2 separate regions of the Xenopus laevis genome follow, and region 1 is linked to region 2. Evidence: chromatin contacts called from public Hi-C data. All regions are on one chromosome and are shown on one strand. Each heading gives the region's core, a stretch centred on a gene start, on an enhancer-like site or on the middle of the called end of the contact. The rest is flanking DNA. Distances are from core to core; before and after follow the strand shown. Region 1 holds the start of krt20.S (keratin, type I cytoskeletal 19). Region 2 overlaps krt70.S (keratin 70 S homeolog).

Evidence for each region. Hi-C and Micro-C count contacts between places; a contact is called where the count stands out from the background.
Region 1: a contact with region 2 is called in a Hi-C map of the XL177 cell line, with 2.7 times the contacts expected there. The contact joins the promoter of krt20.S here to the enhancer-like site in region 2. A contact is called at or near these places in 2 of 4 Hi-C or Micro-C datasets (the XL177 cell line and the XTC cell line).

What each region holds. Positions count from the first base shown.
Region 1 is chr9_10S:1,142,719-1,149,121 of Xenopus_laevis_v10.1, reverse strand. It overlaps krt20.S (keratin, type I cytoskeletal 19), which reads left to right and starts at 4,605. Exons shown (of 8, transcript XM_018237948.2): 1 at 4,605-5,088; 2 at 6,243-6,325. The coding sequence starts at 4,660.
Region 2 is chr9_10S:966,410-973,491 of Xenopus_laevis_v10.1, reverse strand. krt70.S (keratin 70 S homeolog) reads right to left here. Exons shown (of 9, transcript NM_001087819.1): 4 at 6,837-6,993; 5 at 6,549-6,710; 6 at 6,210-6,335; 7 at 5,803-6,023; 8 at 5,676-5,701; 9 at 4,905-5,258. The coding sequence ends at 5,134. It also overlaps the pseudogene LOC108702470. Among protein-coding and RNA genes, the nearest start is that of krt70.S, 5.1 kb to the right of the region's middle. Within about 2 kb of position 3,796, at least 6 of the 7 cell types and tissues checked have an H3K27ac peak or open chromatin away from gene starts, as enhancers often do.

The sequences.
Region 1 (6,403 bases), core at 3,356-5,855, 170 kb before region 2:
TTAGAAAATGAAAGTAGCATTTTTTAAGTACATTATGCAAATCATAATGTTCTATGTCCAATTTAAATTCATGTTGGTGCCAAGTTAGAATTTGGCCAAAATAACTTGTCAATGGAGCTTTCATGTGTTCTCCTCCAGTTTGTTGTGTTCTAGGCCCATTATGTTCTGCTCTATGGCCTACGTCCTACTCTTGGTTCCTCAAAACCAAAAGTGAGGATCTAATTCTCATCTTATACTTGGGTAATGAGTTGCAGAGGGTTCCAGGCCAGGAGTGCTTGCGTATAGAGCTTTAGCAGCTGCCTCTGTCCTCAACCTGCACGGCTGTCTTCCTTAAATAGAACATATTGTATCACTTTTCAACAGTCTAATCCCAAAGCAAAACCCACTTATCACCAGCTGTCCATTTTATCCATTTGTAGTACCAACATGAGAAATAAGAAAGAGTGCTAATATTTATATCCCATTACTGAGAAACCTGAGTCAAAGGATATAAATGGTAGTTTGTGGGAAAACCTCAAGTCAAATATGTACAAAGTGATTTTTGGAAAATAGGAAAATAGTCTGGTGTTTTGTGAATTGCTAATATTTTGCTCCATGTATATTCTTTCTAAGGGCCTGTACCCCAGTGCTTTTCTGCTCATGATTGTGCTTCATACAAGAAATCATCTATATTTGTATTTAGTGTATAAAATAATGAATACCTTTTATTGTCTCCTCTTGGAAAACATAAAGGGTTTCTAAACCTGGAAGGAAGAGTAAGAATGATTGAAAAAGGATCCACCATTAAGTCAAAGCAGAGTAGGAAATAGTAAGAGAGAACCTTAGATGAACAGGAGCAAGTATCAGTTCCGTGTGATAATTCTCAGTTACCATAATGGAAGCAAAGTTCTCAAGTCAATAGACTTATGACTGTTGCAGCCGCAGCCCTGTCTGTAATAAGTCACCCTAATGTGTATCTTTGTTATCAAAGCAAATCATAGATCTGTCTGGAAAGCAGAATATAATATTCAGATTCCATCGTTATCCTGTAGTTAGTCTGTGAGATGTCACACTATCAGCCCCAACAAGCACCTGTCCCACAGCAGCATCACCTGCCCATGAACCTGATCATCACGATGATCTTTCCACCTGTGGATCCTGATTTAGGGTCATAATGGAACCTTTATAAAGATTTTTATAAAAGTACAAGGTTAAATAGATTGCAAGCCTTTAAGTCAATGATTAAATCACATGATGCTAGGACATGTGAATCTTTTTGCCACTGAAAAGCAGTCAAAGTTTTTGACATGAACGTTGCTAATTTTTTTCCCAAGAGCTCCTGTGTCCTATTGAATTGTGACATGAGATACCTTCAGCTTTTCAAGCACATTCCTTATATATTGTACCGTTGTTTTGTGTCCGGTGCCCCTTTCATACAGAGATAATAGTTTACACAAGATAAGTACTGGGCAAAGTTCAAGTTTCTCTGCAGCCAGGAAAAGGCTGTTCCGCCATGTGAAGCTAAAGGCATCTACACCTTGAAGCACATTACTTACACCCAATTAAGCCACTATAGAATTCAGCCGATCTGTCATACTCTATTGTGGAAAGGCACTTCTATTGGCCTTGGAGGACACAACGAGAGTTGGTAGCACCAAAATATATGTTTACTGTTGGTACCACTTAAACTTAGTATTTCTTACCTTCCAAACCTCTAAGGGCACCACTGGGGATTGTGTTCCCATTATGCCTGCTAGTGTCCTGTCCCTGGGCTGGGATATCTATGTGGATAGTCCATTAGGACAATGGACAACTCATGAGTCAACTTTTATACATACATCTGACCTGTACCATGAAGATGGAATGGAAACTCAATCTGTTGCTCTGCTTGAAGCCTAGAAGTATAAAAGAGAGTTGGGTGACTTGAGCAGTATTGATATATATGTGTAAACCAGATCTTCCTTATGGGGTGAGGGCCTAAAAAAAGGTTTTTCCTGTGGGCCCCAGAACTTCCGTCAGGCTATGTTGTTGTTTAAATGGTTTGCTGTGGTCTATAACGGCTTCAAAAAAGTTCTTTTGGCAGAGAAGGAGAAATGGTTGACTGCCAAGTAAAACAACCTTTGTTCTCCTGACGCCAACTGATTTACACGTATGCATGTGCCAATGATGAATGAAATATGTAATGCTTCATTTATTCTGTGCCTACCTGCCATATGCTTTGTCCTCTTCATTTAAAACCCCAATGTTTATGTATCTCTGTGTGCAACACATTTCGCCCCAAGTAATAGCTTTTTGGTGTTTATAATGTTACAGGCCAACGGCAGAAATAAACCTGGTTCTCTTTGGTTCTGTACCTGACAAAACATTGCTTTATAGAGCTCACATGATGACATAGGGCAGCAAGACTGGGTAACATTTCACTGGACCCCATCTTTTGCGCTACTGTTTGAAATATCCTACACCTATTCCGTTCTGCATTGGCTACTGTTTTATACCATAGTGGTGTGTTCTGCTTATAAAAATGCATTCTTCTCTCAGAAGGGATGGATGGGCCATAAAGTGATCAGCCACTGCAAACCATTTGTAAACACTGAAAAGTGTCTACTGCTTCCTAGTTATATAGCAGTTAGAGATAAATACACGATTTACCCGGAATAAAGTATCTACTGGGTAAGTGAATAGAAATAGGGGCGGTATGGAGAATATCATTTTTAATGGTGAATCCTAAATAAGACATTGCAACTTAGAGAGTTTTTCTGAGAACAAGATGCTACTGACCTTGAACTAAGGTAAATTCCTTGCACGGACAGTTCTTATCCAAGCAAATGATGGACACAGCTCCTTGGAATAAGGATTGCTCAAGGGTGAAGGCAGATGGATCCAATGTCTCAATGGAGTGAATGGATGACACTTGTTGCAAGGTTGTTCTTGGTTATTAGCTGCTCTGTTGACATTACTCAGGCACTTCAGGCAAAGTAAAATGTGAAGTTATAATTTTGGGTTGGAAATCCCCTATTAAATAGGGCAATTCATATGAGCGCAAGAAATGAATTAGCTCGTAGGCATGTGCATAGTAGAAGTAATGTGTCAATGAATGTTCTTTTATAAATCATTTATAAAAAAAAAAAAGACTTACAGTATATTGGCTTGGTTTGAGAAAGTCATTGGGGATATTTCAGAGAGAAGATTGTGGAAGGAGAACACAAATCTACAAAGGAAGTGTAGACACATTTCTGTCTGGGAATTAAAAACGTATTGTTTCATGGTGACGTATTTGAAAGTTACCAGGATCCCTTATAGATCTTAGTTGGTTGGTTTGATAAGTGGTTACTAAACAGAATGTCCACCAAAGAGTCCATATTTTCTCTGACTCATCCATTTCTATGTCTAAAATCACCCTTCCCTTACATTAAGGGGCCCATTTACTTAGCTCGAGTGAAGGAATAAAAGAAAAAATACTTCGAATTTCGAATGGCTACTTCGACCATCGAATTGGCTACTTCGACCTTCGACTACGACTTCGACTTCGAATCGAACAATTTGAATTAAAAATCATTTGACTATTCGACCATTCGATGGTCGAAGTACTGTCTCTTTAAAAAATACTTCGACCTCCTAGTTCGCCACCTAAAACCTACCGAGGCCAATGTTAGCCTATGGGGAAGGTCCCCATAGGCTTCCTAACAATTTTCTGATCTAAGGAATATCCTTCGAACGATGGATTAAAATCCTTCGAATCATTCGATTCGAAGGATTTAATCATTCGATCGAACGATTATTCCTTCGATCGTTCGATCGTAGGAATATCGGTAAATCCTTCGACTTCGATATTCGAAGTCGAAGGATTTACATTCGGCAGTCGAATATCGAGGGTCAATTAACCCTTGATATTCGATCCTATGTAAATCTGCCCCTTATTGTTATGCTGGGTTGGCAAGAATACAGAGTTTATAACCAATCCTACATCCTGAGGCTTTTTAGCCCAAAACCCTCGTATATATTGGTGTTATCACCTTCTCTGACTCATTGAGCATAGGTTACTGGTAAAGTTGTTGGACTTTAGAACTGCAGAACTTGGCTGAGGGTTTCTTCTTGGCTCTGCTGATCCGATTATTTGCAGTTGGTCATTTAATTTCATGTACCTTAACATTGGATACCCCTTTTGTCATTGGTTTCCATGGCTATCAATGCAAGTTAAAAGGCAGTTTATTTTCTCTCCACACACAACAAAATCACTTCCCTACACACCAGCGAATCACTCAGCATTTGTGTAATGTCCTCACTTGTTCCTAAACACAAAATCCTTCATGCCTATTAATTGGATATGAAAAATCAAGCTTATAAAAAGTAGGTAGCGCTGAGAAGCTTAAAAGGTAAAAATGAGTTTAGAATAGACATGAACAAACACTAACTTATATGATACACTAAAACAGACATTTTACTACAGGACCTTAATCCAAAGTGAGTGAGCAAACCATACAAAGGTGTTTTTTCAGCAATCTTTACCTTTCAGCTTTATCAGGTTCTGATACGGGTAGAGCCATGTCTTAATGGACTGGGAGGAGCTGCTAATCTTGACTGTGTGTGTGTGTATATAAATATAGCTCCACAGATCCCAATTGTGCCCAGGTTTGCTTAGCCTCACAAGTGTTCGAATTTGCTACTAAGATACAGTCCACCATGGCGAACATGTACAGGACAATTTCCGTAGAGAGAGGAACCTCATCGGCAGGTGGAAACTACAGCAGACTCCACTCACCAAGGCATACTGGAAGCGTCTATGCCGGAGCTGGAGGCTATGGTACTAAAATTTCAAAAAGCTCAACCTATGGTGGTGGCTATGGTGGAGGTTACAGTGGTGGCTATGGTGGTGGTAGCAGCAGCTTGTTGATCAATACCAACAGTGATATCTTGCTCAATGGCAATGAGAAACACACCATGCAGAACTTGAATGATCGTTTGGCCACCTACCTGGACAAAGTACGCTCCTTGGAGAAGGCCAATTCTCAGATAGAACTACAGATCAAGGATTGGTACGGCAAGAATTCTGGTGTGGGGCAGAAGGATTATCAAGACTACTACAAGACCATTGAGGATCTAAAAACTGAGGTGAGACATTTGAAGCTCGAAATTGTTAGAAACGACTAAGTTTTTGGTAGAGTATTGGTCTTTTTGTATTTCATTTATTGTTTTCAACAAAATTAAAATACATGTGTGCCTCTCCCCATCCACCTTTCATGATTACAGCACTGTTGAGTACAAGTAGTGCTGTATTGATGGGGTGACCATGGGTCTCTGCACTCCAGAGTGTGTCCCTTTGTGCTCATTTCCTAATCATCGCTGGTCACTGTACTCTGCACTGTGCGCTGGATGGAAAATTTGGTGCTCAGTGAAGACCACAGCCTTAGGGCAGGCGGTAATGATAGGGCCCCAATGCTGACAGCATGTCACCAGTATCACACACCCCATGAAAACTGCAGTTATCAGAAACAAATATTTAGTGAAACTGAATATCTGAAGGTTGCGTCATCTCTAGCTGTAGGAAGAGATAATGCCATTTGCCATTGCCACAACTGAACTTTGCTATATGACACAACTGCAGAAGAATGAACACTAAAACAATATCTAAAAATAAGGACAAGAACACCCTTTGTAAACCTAGGAGAAGTAATAAATTGATAAATGACCAACAACGAGGTGTTGCACGGAGAAGACGCTAAAACAACAAGAAACAAGGCAACAGTTGTCAAGCCAAATACAACTCTTTATGGTTTCAAATAGTAATAGATCAGCAGACTCGAGATAAATTCATTGATTGCATCAATTACTATTGATAATTAAATTCCCTTTGCTGTCATTATCTTTTGAAGTGTTTGCAGGTATACGAGGTATAACTCTTAAAACATATAAAACCAAATATTCTGTCTAATTGTTATGAGTTTTATTAAAATATGAAACACTTAAGCTTAAAACCCTACTAGATATCAATTTCATACTACAAATCTAATTGGCATTTCTGACCAGCAGTTCCCAAAGACATGTCTTGGGTGGTTTCTCTGGGCTAATGCTGAATATTGAAGACCTGAGGGGGTCATTTACAAATGTCCCTCATGCAAGAGAACTTAGATGATCAAAATTACACCCCTTAGTGCTAAGCAGCATATGTATAGGGTAACTGTTGAATTTGTCAAAACATTTTATGGAGGATTTTCACAACTTTGATCTCTCCTGGTGATAATGGCTAAAGTATCTTACCTTTTCAGATTTTGAACAGAACCATGGTCAATGCTGAAATCCTGCTGAATATAGACAATGCTAAGCTGGCTGCAGCGGACTTCAGACTCAAGTAGGCATTATCACCTTTGCCATGATATCTGCTTTGCAATTAGATCAAGGGCTCAGATAAGGGTCGCTAACCTATGTA
Region 2 (7,082 bases), core at 2,547-5,046:
CTTTTGGTCAATATTTCCTATTTAACATCTCACTGATTTGTTTGGAGTTAAATAGAGTTTTCTGCGGAGAGGCAACAATTGCACCATAGTGTAACCATTGGATTTCTTGTATTTATCTTGCAAAAACCTTCATGTACACTGAGAAATATTTTAAAGAAACAAATGAAATGAAATCACAGGACTGAACTGCAGATATTTGAGTGTTATGTGTTACATCACTATAGCCCAAATAGAATGTGCTTGTGTCATCTAGTGGAGTTTATTTGGAATAAACATTTGGTTGGTTTCTTTATATCACAAGTTATAAATGACTCCTCAGATCCCGGAATTGAAGCAAAAAAAAAAAAATATGGATTCCAATTCCTCCAATGACAGGAGAGATTCATTTTGGGTTGGTGAACATTAAATAAACGGATCACGGCTCACGGGGGTTGTTAATTATAAACATGGGCTTGTTAATGGTTTCGGATATATTGTGCAAAAGCCCTAAGGAGCTGGCGAGCTTTAAAGATGATACAAAGCTTTGATCTGAGACATTCGTTTCCTTTCAAATGCTAATGAATAGAATTACTCTGTATTTGCCGGGTTATGGCAGTGAATAAACATTAGCCTTGTGTATAACATATTCATCCCCAAGAGCGCCGATTCCAGCAAGGAGACAATTAGCAGGTTGTATAGTAACAAAACTCCAACGCAAGTTGCTCAGTGTGACTTTTCTAATAAACGTTACAATAAAATATGTACATGAGAAACTCCATTCAGTAGAGGCTCTAACTGGCTAAGAAAGCAACTCTCTTGGCAACATTATCAGCGCCATATTTTTGGATCAGCCTTTTCTGAGTCTCTGCATCAGCTTTCTGCAATTCCAGGTCATCCTTCCTCATCCATATGGGAAAACCATCAGGCCGAGATCCAGTCCGGAGGAAATGCCTTGTGGCCGACAGTTCGCCGTTATTTTTGAGTAGAGCTTGAGTGACATCACGCAGGCGGAGTTTGAACTCTGACATCATGCCAAGCAAAGCTTCTTGAAGACCTTCACTCTCAGAATCATCTGGACTTGAAGAAACTTCATCCACTTGGGACTGAGTGTCAGAGCCGGGGGGATCCTCACCCATCACAAACTCTCTAAGACTGAAGCTCCTTGTGGGCACCTCTGGGGTATCCTCCACCTGTAACATAGAAAATATTGTACTAATGAATATAGAGGTGGCCTTACATTGTAGTCATTTGCAAAAAATTTGAGGTTTAGTTAAAGTTCAAGGAAAAAGCCTATGATTATGGATAGGGTTGCACCGAATGCACTATTTTGGATTAGGCCGAAACCCTGAATTCATCGTGAAAGATTCGGCCGAATACTGAACTGAATCCTAATTTGCATAAGTAAATTAGAGGTGGGAAGGGGGAAACTTTTTTACTTCCTTGTTTTGTGACAAAGTCATGTGATTTCCCTCCCCGCCCCTAAATTGCATATGCAAATTAGGATTCGGATTTAGTTTGGCCCGGGCAGAAGGATTTGGGCGAATTCGGATACTGCTGAAAACGGCCGATTCCCGAACCGGTTTGGTGTATCCCTAATTATAGGCATGGGGCACACGTTAGGCCTGGTGTCCTGAGCTTAATACTAAAGTATACTGTTGTCTTACTATAGAGTGCTCCTTTAATGGAGAACTAAACCCCCCCGAGATATACACTAATAGCCCTCTCAACTGCCCCCTCTGATCTGCTTCTTGCGCTCAGGAATCCCAATAGGAGGGCTAATATAAGTAATACACTGTGTGGGACAGAGAGGTAAAGGGGGCAGATGGAGAGCAGTTGAAGGGGGGTTTATTCTCCATTAAGGTGGCCATACATGAGCACATTTAAGCATCTGATTGGATCATTTAGACCAGGGATCCCCAACCTTTACAACCCGTGAGCAACATTCAGAAGTAAAAGGAGTTGAGGAGCAACACTAGCATGAAATATGTTCTTGGGGTGCCAAATAAGTGCTGTGATTAGCTCAGATTAGCTGATATCGCTGGATATATCGGGGGGAAGACCCACTTGTTTGTTAGACCTCTCCGAACGAGCGGATCTTATAGTGTACGGCCACTTTCAAACCAAGAAATATGTAATCGCTGTACATTGGTCAGTAATTAATGTCCATTGGTCAATAATTAATGTAAATTGGTCAGTAATTCATGTCAATTGGTGAGTAATTGCTAGTGATGAGTTTCATACCTCAAATTCCATGTTGGAATGAAAATATGAGTAAATCTGGCCCGTCTTCCTGATTGGCTTTCGCTGCTCCAATCACAACTTCTTTCCTCTTTATCTCACTGGATTTCTTTTGCCCTGAAAATCAGATCCGGGTGACGTGAGCCAAGCGGAGCTTCAGCAGCTAAAGGGTTCATGAATATTCTGTTTATTAAACACACAGGAGACTTTCACCCATTCACCCGGGTTTGATTGGATCCAGTCCAGGCATTTTCATGGGAAACCTGCCGGTTGGGAGTTATTACTGGAAAACATTATATTTAGGGATAGATTTAGGTCAAATATTTACCTACTTCCCCTGTGCTGAAGTCTTTAGAGATTGAACACTTGCTGCCGCCATTTAGACTATTTATTTTAAAGTATTTACATTTATTCTTCTGCAACTCTCAGGCTTGAAAATGCAATGGCTATCAGGTTGCTACGGCTTAATAAGCCTAGCAACCAGTCAATTAGAAAGGAAGGTCTGTAGGTGAAGGCCTGAGAATGGGAGGTCTCTAGTGCCCCTTTCAGCAGCGCCTGATTGTTCTGAACACACTTTTGTAGAAGACTCATCTGTGCTTCATTTGTCACAGCTTTTCCCCCCAGAGAGGGATATTCCGAGACAATTTGCAATTGGTTTTATTGTGGTTTTTGAGCTATTGGGCTCTTTATTCAGCAGCTCTCCAGTTTGCAGTTTCTATAATCTGGTTGCTAGGGCTCTACCCTAGCAACCATGCACTAATTTGAATAAGAGACTGGAATATGAATAGGAGAGGCCTGAATAGAAAGATGAAAGATTTCAGCAAATAGCTGGTTGCTAAGGCCCAAATTCCCAGAGTAACCAGGCACTGATTTGAATAAGAGACAGGAATATGAATAGGAGAGGCCTGAATAGAAAGATGAAAGATTTCAGCAGGTATCTGGTTGCTAAGGTCCAAATTCCCCTAGCAACCATGCATTGATATGAATAATAGACTAAAATATGAATAGGAGAGGCCTGAAAAGAAAGATGAGGAATAAAAAGTAACAATAACAATACATTTGTAGCCTTACAGAGCATTTGTTTTTTACATGGGGTCAGTGACCCCCATTGAAAGCTGGAAAGAGTCAGAAGAAGAAAAAGGCAAATAGTTCAGAAACTATAAAAAGTAAACAAAGAAGACCAATGGGAAGGTTGCTTGGAATTGGCCATTGTACAAGGAAGTAACACAGAGACTAATAACAGAACAAGACAGTGACTGCTGAAGCCACTCTTTCCTTTTAGTTTAGAGCAGGAGGAGCTAATCAGGCTGAACCTTCCGGTTTGGGTGAAACCATTCACACTGGTGTGTGGGGGGGGGAGGCGTCTATATAAATAAGCAGCCAGTAGCAGGACTAGAGAAATATAGTTGTGCACACTGTGCCAGTCACATTTACTCTTACCAACAAACAGTCCGTTGTGGGATCATTTGCTCAGCAAATCCTTCAGGCTGCAGGGTAACGGCACCCTATTCTCCCCCCTAATAGGAAATAAACAGCGACTCGTCTGCGCTGCGGCAGGGGAATCCAATGTGGCCGCTCAGGTGTCAGTCACGTGGTTGCAGAAGTGGATTATGGGAGATGGAGTGGGCGGGGCTGGAGCCAGTGTTGAGTGTGAGGAGAAGCAGTTGTGTCAAATCACTTTCCTACACATACACATTTCTATAAAAGTTGTTTTATTGTCAAGACTCTTTGTAAAGGCACATATTTATTGTATGTTGAGAATCTGTTACTTGTTTGCCCCACATTCTCCTGTTTTAAGTGGAAATCAGAACCAGACATTTTTTACTTCATTGGCCACTAGGGTGGCCACCTGGCCACTGTTTTACAGGCCTGACCAGTAAAAATCCTGACTGATCCCAATGTTATTAATAGGGAAAAAAGTTAAATATATAGGAAGGCCAGTATTTTTTCCACAAAAGGTGGCAACCCTATTGGCCGTGTGTCTATTATATTGGCCATGATTCCCGTTCCTCTGCCCCAAACCCCCCACAATGTCACGTCACTCCCACCTACTGTTTTACCTCAGCTCCGTGTATATCAGTGCTGGGAGTAACCCCTATTGTCACACCGACACCCTAACCCTGAACCAAGGGACTTAAACTGAGGTATCACAGGACTCGGGGCACCATTAAGCTCATTCATGACAACACTAATCATTTGGCCATAACTGAGCAGAGTCTAAACCTACGTCAGTGTCGGACTGGACCACCGGGATAACAGTGGAACTTCTTGCTTCTAAACATTTGGCCTATTTCATGCTCCTTCCCTTCTTTATGGGAAAAAGAGGCTTAATACTGGAAGAATAGAGTAAGTAGATATAAAAGACTAGTAAATAAAGAGTTTGAGTGAGGAGGAATAATAGTTTGGAAAGTGGGTCTAAGGTTTTCTGGTGACCCCTGACACCCCAGTCCGACACTGCCCTACATTTATGAGCCAACGTGAGCCAGCAATCCAGGCTTTATCATTCTATTCTAGAGATAAGCATTTGTTGTGGAGAACCAGCTCGTGCGTTTGAAACACACACATTATGAATTTGTGACCTTGTGCCCCCCGTGTATAAGTCCATGCATAGTAAATGTGCATTTCATAGCAATCTGTATACTAGTACCACTATACTGGAGGGAAAACAAACCAGAAGGAAAAAGTCATTTTCACTTGAAATTCTTTATTCGGATGCGTTATCCCTAAGGAAGAGTCAAACATAGACATATGCCGGATTTGGCATCACCCACTGACATTTATTTTTCTTTACGCTCTCTTTTGTCATATTATAAACGTAGCTACAATTGGCGACATTTTACTGTCAAACTTCTTGGTTGACTTCAATTCTTCTATTGCCCTTCCTCAGGTACACGCTCTTCAATCTCAAGATTCTCTTTAGGATGTTTCAGTCAATTCCTCAACTCTAGAAGAGACCACTTTCCCGTCAACGACTTCTTCAATCACAGTCTTCACCTTTTTGATGGAACTCGAGCTCTGCTCTTTACTGACGATGGTAACAGCTGAAACAAACAAAGGAAAGTCAGTGTTGATCAGATTGTACCATGAGTTGAACTAAGTCAAGGATAAGCTGAAATGATGTTCTGAGGTCAATTTGCCTTAACGGATGTGCATCCAAACAGGAACACTCTAGAGACAATACTATTAACCTTTGTACAGGTTATTGAAGAACATTATTGGCTGCATATTTATTGTTTCTCAATGGGCCACCTGAAGCATCTCAGGCAGTTTGTCCAAGTTGGAAACAATGAAACCTATTCAATTTTCCAGATTTGACCATAGCTTTTAAAGCACATCCCACTTCTCAGTATGAACTTTTTTTTAGCATTTATTGTGACCAGTGGGAGCATGCTACTATTATCTATGATACAATATACATCTCACATTCCTTCAATAAGAAGTATTACCAAATGGCTTACCTTTCTGTGTTTCAGTCTGGGAAAATCTAAAAACAGAATAAAAAAAGACAATGTAAGTTTGGCATACTGAGTAGTTATAGCAATAAAACAAGACTGTGCAAAGATACAGGTAATCAGGACCCCTTACCTGGTGTCTTCTCCTTCCAGTAGGCGTCTGTAGGTGGCAATTTCCATTTCCAGTCTTGTCTTGGCATCTAGCAACCTCTTATACTCCAAAGACTGGTGGTCGGCATCTGACCGTAAGTTTTGAAGCTCCATTTCCACTTGTGTGATCATCGCCTGCAGATGGTTGAGCTGAGCCCTGTATTGGGCCTCGGTTTCTGCCAAAGTCCCTTCCAGTGCCCCTTTCTATAATCGAGAGAAATATATTAGAGAGATATAATATAATGCATGTAGATGAGTAGAAGTAAATATTAGGCAAGGTAAAGGCAGCCTGTAATAACAAGAACAATTGTCTTACGTCTCATAAAGGTTTAACATTTAAAGTGTTTTTTGTTACAATATATTTATGTAGCAATTCTAATGCACACTCACCATGCTCAAGAGAGACTGAAGTTCAATCTCCAAGCTTTGTATTGTGCGTTTCAGGTCTGTAATTGCTGTCTTAGATGTCTGGAGAGCAGCTGTGTTGGTGGCAACTTCATGGTTGAGATTTTCACTCTGTTAAAAAGAAAAAAGGGAAACGTCAGTGCCACGAATCAGAAGATAAGATTCATAACCCCAAAGACATTACACCCCAAGTTCCATGAGCCCTTGAAAATGTCTTTGGGCACAATGGTTGAATCTAAGTCTGGTAGGTGAAGGGACTTCTGTAAGAAGGAAAACACTATAAATATTAATGAGAACCTAACTATCTTTCAAAAGCCTTCTTACCTGTCCTTTGTAACAGGCTTCCAACTCCTGGCGGTTCTTCTCCATCATACTTTCATACTGAGACCTCACATCAGTCATGATCTGTGCCAGATCCACAGGAGGAGCAGAATCTACCTGTACGTCCACATTGCCTCTAGCACTGCTACGAACAACAGCAAGTTCCTGGAACACAATCAGAATTTAAAAAATGAATGAATGTGGATTCAATTTCTCTTTCTTTTTAGCAGGAGAAAAATATCTTTTTTTTTGCATAATAGACATTAGATATAATAGATGAAGCAGCCATACCTCTTCATGATTTTTCTTTAGGTAGATCAGCTCTTCCTTCAGACTTTCAATCTCCAACTCCAGGTCTGTTTTATTGAGGGTCAGCTCATCAAGGACTCTGCGCAGTCCAACTATGTCACTTTCTGCTCCAGTCCTAATGGCCATCTCCGACTCATACCTGTCAGGGGTACAAACTGTGGTTACTGAAGGCCAGACCTGCACTTAGTGTTTGGTATATATGTTGGTTATTTCTGCTTCCTTTTGAAT